2 separate regions of the Anser cygnoides genome follow, and region 2 is linked to region 1. A link is a contact called in public Hi-C data. All regions are on one chromosome and are shown on one strand. The core of a region is the stretch at or near the end of the contact, and the rest is flanking DNA. Distances in the headings are between cores, read along the strand shown.

The links. A called contact is a pair of places that touch in the nucleus more often than the background predicts.
Region 2: a Hi-C map of liver shows a contact between it and region 1, with 17 times the contacts expected there. The contact joins the promoter of RAB1A here to the enhancer-like site in region 1. A contact is called at or near these places in 2 of 7 Hi-C or Micro-C datasets (both in liver).

What each region holds. Positions count from the first base shown.
Region 1 is chr3:803,227-807,080 of Taihu_goose_T2T_genome, reverse strand. SLC1A4 (solute carrier family 1 member 4) reads right to left here. Exons shown (of 8, transcript XM_048060750.2): 8 at 1-3,050. The coding sequence ends at 2,816. Among named protein-coding and RNA genes, the nearest start is that of CEP68, 9.0 kb to the left of the region's middle. Within about 2 kb of position 1,685, at least 2 of the 3 cell types and tissues checked have open chromatin away from gene starts, as enhancers often do. A contact at or near this core is called in liver, where this site is marked.
Region 2 is chr3:846,886-850,739 of Taihu_goose_T2T_genome, reverse strand. RAB1A (RAB1A, member RAS oncogene family) reads left to right here and starts at 1,830. Exons shown (of 6, transcript XM_048060753.2): 1 at 1,830-2,085. The coding sequence starts at 2,063.

The sequences.
Region 1 (3,854 bases), core at 436-2,935:
ACTGCCAGAAAGAATGCCCCACAGCCTACATCATGCTGCTTAGAGGAACAGGGTACAGTCAAGCAGCACCACAGGGAAGGAAGATCAATAAAGCAGTGGCTAGGTGTTGTCTGTGAGGAAGCCCAGCCTTCACTCACCCCTAGAGTACTTTCATCTGTTGGCAACATTAGCTCTGGGGGGAAAAATCAAAACTGAGCAACTTCCTATTCTCAAATGTTGCTGTGACGCTTCACAGGAATTACCGTTTGGGTGCTGCCTGGTCTCATGTCTTCAGCTGAGCTGAATGTGTCATGGTGAGTGAGAGCATCAAAGGAGCTAAATGTCTGATGGGAGATAGAAATGCATCTACAGAACCCAGCCTGCAGGGAACAGTTTTGATTTCCAGTTCTCCTGAAGTATCCATATACTGTTTTAAAATCAAAATATTTGCAGTTCTGGTGCATTCACATTTTTCCATGAAACATTTAGACTTGTTAAAAAAAGGGGGGGGGGGTAGAGAACCATTTTTTCAAACCTCAAACATTTTTCAAAACGCTTCTTATTTGTTGACTTTCATTGTCAGCTACAAAGCACAGTTTTGGTTTCCTGAGTTGAAAGGAATTGGGATGATTCTAACGGGAGGAAATGCAAAGTTTCAGCAGGTCTTGATCTGCCAAAAATGAAATAATAAATATTGGCCAAAGGATGTCCCTAGAGAATTGTATTTGTCTTCTTCCATTTTTAAATTGAGCCAACGATTGATCCGATTTTGTGGACATGGCTATAAATAAGCCGGTTAAAAACAAACTTCACCTGTAGTTTCACAGTGGGCTGACTAATCCTTTCTTACTTTGTTTGCATAGTGCTGCAGCACACAATTAAACAGCCAGTCATGACGCACTCACTGTGTTCTCCCTCAGAGGTGGCCACATCTCATTCTGAGCGTCTTTTTGCAAAATTCATTGTGTCCCTTTACCAGGAAAGATGCTTTGCAAATGAAGGCTGCTGCTGCTATAAAATTGGAGCTGCCTCTTCCTAGTGCCGTGAACATAAACATCAGCAACTGGATATCTTTCCAAGATAGCTTCCTCTGAAGCAAGAGAGGAGAAAGAAAAGGGGAGACTTATCATTATTGTACATCAAAGCTAAGTGTAAATATATATTACTGAGTTAACAGTGTGGAGGACTGACCACATGCACTCATCTCGCTAAAGCAGCCAAAGGAAAGTGTCACAAGTCCAGGCAAATCTTGGCGTATGCACAGCTATCATTTTGTAACTACTTGCTGTCCAAAATGCCAAGAGAAATCAACAGGACTTTTGCAATGTTTGCCGGACTTTGATCAGGTTTGGGGTGCAAAATCAGGAAGTTTGTGGTAAAGGAAAAAAGGTGGAGTCAGAATCCAGAAGCATCTGGATCAGCTTCAAGCAAAGTTTACCATCTGCCATTAAGCATTACCCCAGCCCAGCACCACCCAGAAGTAAATGTAAGCTGCTGCTGGAAGTACATTTGTAGCAGGACCAAACTCCTAGCAGGATCAGGTATACAACTGTCCTAACGCCCAGAGATCACTGAACGTTTGTAACAGGACCAAATTCCCAACAGGAAAAGGGATACAACTGTCCCAACATTCAGAGATCACTGAACATTTGTAACAGGACCAAATTCCTAGCAGGAACAGGTATGCAACTGTTCCAGAGATCACTGAGGTTAGAAACTCACCTCCTTTCTTCCCCTTTCAAGCCAACAATCAGACCTGCCTGTCGTCAGTTCCCACATGTGTTCAGATTTTTTTCTCCCCTGTTCAATTTTGCCGGAAAAGGGATATGGCTTAATTTGTTTGGACTGACCCACTAAACAAACATGAGCAGGACATGGAGTGCTAGCAAAGGTGCATGTGTGTATTCATGAAGGGAACTGACTTCTTGCTTTCTTGATGTCACAGGCAAGCCTCTTTTAGACATATTTATGCTGGAACAGACTCCACATTTTTTAAGCCCCAGAGGGATTACTTTAACAAAATTTGTGCTTCCTCTGGACTTTTTTCTCAACAACTTGCTAAGAGGGGAGGAGAAAACCAGTTCCTGATCTGCTCTAAGATATCCTTCGTTTGGTTCCAAAGTTTGGGATTTACTCACCAAAAGGCAAGAAAGCTGCTACGAGCTGCAATGCAGCGGGGGAATGGAACAAGGTTTGGACCCCTGTGATTAATTCAGATATGACACTTAAAAAAAAAAAAAACAACTACTTTCCAGGTTCTATTTGATGTTTTCAAGTGACTGGAGAACAGGAGAGGAAGCGGAGTGGGAGAAAAATGTTGCTTCATATTGTGTGTATAATTGACAGTAACTGTTTCCAGGCAAGAAACTAAATTAAAGCAACATTCTCACCCACTCTGGAGTTTCTAAACTGTATCTCCATTTGAACAGCAGCACAATAAGCTTACTAATTTCTCCCTACGATAAGCATTTACTGGGATTTGTCTACTTCCCCACCTCCAACTCATAAGGGCCTTTACTAACAGATCTCTTGTAAAAACAGAAGTCTCAAATGGCATTGCTTTCCCCTACATGTATATGTGTGTGTACATGCAACACATATATACATGTATACATGGGAATTATCAAAACACTATCATAAAGCCAGCGTTCTTTCTCGCTGCCCCTTCTCTTCCCAACCCACCTCCCTCCCCTTCCTGTGGTCAGCAAATTTGAAAACAGACTGGAACTTAAAACTTTCAAGAGCCATCCAGCCCTTGTTAGCACTGCAAACGTCTAGGTGCGTTAACAAGTCCCCGGTCCACTTCTAGGACGCGTGTTAACAAACGGCCTCTAGTTCACAATACTGATTCCTTGGATTCAGGGTCTGCTGTACTGGTTGCGTTGGAGACTTGGTTTTTGTGGGTTACCAAAGGCGACGTCTCCTCTTCAGACTTGCTGTTAGCAACTGCTTCTACGCTGACTTCTTTTAGCTCCTGCTCTTTATCTTTCTTGTCTTTTTCATTCAGGTAATTGAGGATACCTGCTCCTAGGGCGTCCCCTTCCACATTCACAACTGTGGTGGTTCGGTCCCTGGTTAAGATTAAAAACAAGAAAACAAAGCAGTGGCCTTTTAGTTTAAGAGAGTTACAACACCGTAAGGAGAGCCAAATTCATCTCCCCAGATCCACTAACATTAATGGAGCTACAGATGGAAGATGTTGTTACTGAAGGTATTTTCCACAGAAATATTATCACCATTTCAGAACTAAAAATGTGCACCAGAGAGAGTTCAAGGCAGGCCCAACTGTTACTATCAATTAGTTCTGGTCTCTCAGCAGGTCACAGCAACGCTACTGCTGTTTCTCAGAGGTCCTTCTTTTTCCAGACCACCCCCCTCCCCTTCCCCAGGCCAGCAGATTTCCAGTGCAAGTTCAGAGCAGGAACTTGATTTAGGCTTATTCAGAAAGTGATTCAGAGCACTCAATTCTCTGTTTTTAACCATAGAAAAACTAGTATCTTAGCCCAAACATGTACATAAGGCGTCCTTCCAAAAGCAAGCAGAATGACTGGGTTCTCTAGATTTCTTGTTAGCAGCACCCATCCTAACCATCAGTCCTACAGCACAAAACCACTATGTCTCAGGGTCAAACAGAAGATGTTTATGGCTCAAAGAAAACAATTTCTCCAGTGCCTTCTGAGATTTCCGTTAGTAATTCTGCAGCATTACTTCAGCATGTGCTTAACTTGTAACTGTGGTCTTCTTTGGCAATTAAACAGCTGGCATTAAAATGAGATACAGGGCTCTTCTGTCCCTCCTCCCTGCTTTTGTTACCACAAGGCTGAATTCCTCAACTGGAACAACAGTGTTGACCACAGAGGGGTACTACATATTTT
Region 2 (3,854 bases), core at 581-3,080, 44 kb before region 1:
CTGCTAAATGAAGTTTGTCATCTGGGATATTCCTACAGATCTGGTCACCTTACACAGAGCATCTCAAGAACTACACTGTATGGGAGAGAAAAGAGAGTTTCAAAGGATTCACTGGATTTCTGATGGCAAGCATCACACAAAAAAGGGTATGGTTTCACAAATACACCAAGGAATAGGGAAAGGGAAGTAAGAGTCTTCAGTGACAGCCACCACAAAAGCAGCACATACAGTAATTTATGTGGTAGATTTACACGTAGATCATTACCTAACAAGCAACACAAAAAGCAAAGGACAACCATTTTTTTAACCAATGTTTAATATTTTAATTTATAGTTCACACAGTATGTTGACTTCTTTTAAGGAAATGAATGTAACCACTAAAAACACGAAGATATGTGGAGCGCGAGTAGCTTTTCACTGTCTTATTGTGGGGGAAAAAAAAGGATAAGACTATGCAATTTCAGTTCCTCTGGGGATTCAGCTCTGTCGCTGCCCAATTGCAAGACTCCTGTTCACATCGGTTATTTTGGTAACCCCTTGTACTTGCATGGCTGGTGACTTGCAGCTTGGTGGAAGTCAGTTTGTGAACAGATTAATATCTGGATTGCTGCAGTAACACTTTTCAGCTTGCCACGTGAAGATGACATAAGCACTACACACACTTCTTTGCCTGCCTAGGATGTTTCGGTGACGTGGTAGTCTTCTTGCGGACTCTTTCTCCCATCCTTTGAGCCGGCTGGAAGATAAACTTTGGTCAATATGTTACACTATGCCCTTTGTAATGAAATAACATCAGATAATATGTGTTTAGTGGGGATTTAAATTCCTGAGCTGATTACCAGGAGCTGTTAAGACGTGTAAGGTTTAGCAGTCCCCTGTGTACGATTCTAGAACGACGACGTACAGTATTTCAGTGACGTGCTCCTTCTGATGGCGTTTGAAAGGGCAGGACTTTGTTAGGAATACACTTGAAAGCGTAAGCAACCGAAAATACCAGTGACACAACTTGATGGTTAGTAGGAATTTAAGTGAAAACTAGAAAACTAAGCTCCTAAATTCTGAGTTCTTCTAGGTTTAATGAGACTTTTGCTTGGAGGTATCAGGAGTATGACAGGGTCGCCATCCCTTTGCTTCCTAGGAGGAAAACGAGTGTAGTAGTGTTTAATGCACCCGAAGGACGGTATGTGACTGAATAATGCTTGGAAACCGCTTTAGATAACAGATGTAATGGTTGTTGTGTGGAAAGGGACTGATCCTTATTACTGGGGGGGGCGCAGAGTATGATTTCATGAGGTGATTTCATGAGGTGATTTCGTGAGGTGATGTCATTTTTTTTTTTAATTTATTTCGGCGTGCAGGCAGCTGGCCCCGCCAGGCACGGCACAGCCGGGCCGGCAGCGAGGCCTTGCGGGCTCCGCGCCCCTCAGAGCCGAGTCCCCAGGCCCAGGCCGCGGCCGTGCCCGGGCCCGGCCGGGTGGGGAGGGCGCTGGCCCCGCCCCTCGGCGCTTAAGCCCCGCCCCCTCCGCCCGCCCCGCGACTCGCCCGGGCTGCCACGTCTGCCCGCTGACGTCACCCCCGGCCGGCCCCTCCCCGGCCAATCCGCTGCGCCCACTGCCGCGCCGAGCCGACGGGGCCGAGGGAAGAAAGGCCGGCCGACGCGCATGCGCCGCCGCCGCCGCGGGGGCCGCCGGGAGAGCGAGTCCCGCAGAGCGGGGCGCGGCCGGCCGCGGGCGCGGGGCGGCGGGCGTGGCGCGGACTCGGTTTCCCGGCATGCCCCGCCGCCTCCCCCCGGCCATGTAAGCGCTGCTGGTCGAGCGGCCGCCCCGTTTCCTGGTCGGGCAGCGGCGGCCATTTTGGGCTGAGGAGCGAGCGCGGAGGCCGCGGAGCGGAGCGGGGCCGGGCGGAGGGGGCAGGCCGGGCCGAGCCGAGCCGGGCGCAGGCGGCAGCCCTCGCACCCCCTGCATCCGCGGAGCGCCCGCCTGGGCGGCGGCAGGTGCCAGGCCGCCAGCGCCCTCCCCTCGCAGCGCCCTACGCCGTCCCTCGGGCCGCGGGCCCCACGGACATGTCCAGCATGAACCCCGAGTAGTGAGTGCGGGGCGGGGGGGGTAAGGGCGACGGGGCCGGGGGGCTGGGGGGCACAGCGGAGCCGGGGGGAGGCCCCCCGGGCCTTGGCGGTGGGGAGAGCCCCCGGGTGCCCCCCCCGGTGCCGCCCTCCTGGGGGGGACCCGAAGGGTGTGGGCGCCTCGCCCTGCCCCGGGGCTGCCCCCCCGGTGAGCCCCGCCTGGGGGGAGCGGCGGGGGGGGGCAGCCGGGAGAAACAGCCCCTCTCCGCGGGGGCTGCGCGCCCCGGCCCGCTGGCAGGCTGGGCAGGCGGAGGTCCGCCCTGCCCCGCTCCGGCTGCGAGTCATGTGTGTGTCACATGGCGCTTGCAAAACACTCGGGGCCTCCGTGGGTTTTGCAACGCTCCGGCTGGGTCATGGAGCAAGTGATCTTCGGGGTTGGCCTCAGCCGAAACAGGAGCTGCCTGGAGAGCCTGGTGATGGCGCGGGGCTGTGGTTTTCTCTGGAGGGTCGTGGTGCGAGGGTGGCCTTGTCCTCGGCAGTGGGGATGGCTGAGGGCTCTGGGCAGTGGTTGTCCGGGGCCTGGCAGCAGTAAGAGCAGCGGCATGCCCACCAGGGTGTTGGGGACACCAAACCTCAGCTCCCTCATCTTTTTTTTGAGGGACTCGGGATTCATTTAAATCACGCTTTAAAGCCAGCCACTTTACTGTCACTACTTCAGTGCCAAAGAGTGGTTTTAGGATTCTTTCATCTGTGCTGGCACTCCGGTTTGGGATGACAAAGCTGCCGTGCCCTCTAATGCAACTGAAGTGGTTTTGCTCTTGAGCCCCATGTGTGGTATGACATTACTGCTCTAGATCCCACCATCACTTTATGGGTGACACTCAACCAACTTTTGTCCTCAGACCTTGTCTTCCCACGCAGCTGTGGCTGCTGGTGTGCATGGTCACGGCTTTTATGCTCCCTGTGTATGGCAGTGTGACTGCAGGCACTCTGTGCCCATTAAATTCACCTGGAGAGTGAGCAGGAATAGAAGGCGAAGTAATCATCAGCTAGCTCCAGATAGTTGCTGAAAACTGAGAGGTTCAGCCAGGAACTCAAGTTACATCTTGGCAAGATTACATAACAGGTTTGCTGGTATGGCTTCTGGAAGCACTAAAACAGTAGCTGGATGTAACCAGTGGATAAACAACAATTTGTTGGTTGGTGCCTTCGTGGTTGTAAAGGCTCTCAGGGTTAAATTCGACTTCATCTCGCAGACAGGTGGGGTTTGGCGCTGGAAGGCTGCCTGTGAAGCGTTAGGCCCTTCTGGGTGGAAGCAAGTGGAAGGGGCTCTTCCCCCACAGATTAGTTCTGGCCTTTACTGAAGCCTCCCAGCTTTTTAGTAAGAGCTGACTGAGAGCATAGCTTCCTGCAGTCAGGTAACAAATGCTGCTATGAAGGTGAAAAAGCATTTTGTGGGAGCCTCGTTCTCAGTGGAGTGTGTTCGTCCTGGAGGTGGGGACTGGACTCTTAAAATGAAGAGGGAAGACTAGTTTAAGATTAATTTGGAATAGTAAATTGTTACTTTTGGCAGGGTCGTGTCTGCTGGATGAGGATAAGAGATGGGAAGAGCACAGTGAGATTTAAGGATATTTTTCTCTCCCTGTCATAAGTGTACTTGGATCAGCGTTAAACCAGGAGTAAGATTTGTGGGGTTCTAGTGTTCTTCCTAGTCCATCTCTAACAGGTGCAGGTATCCATTTGTGCTTTTAGTGGTACCTTGCCTGTAATGTATGTTCTCAGCTCTTTATCA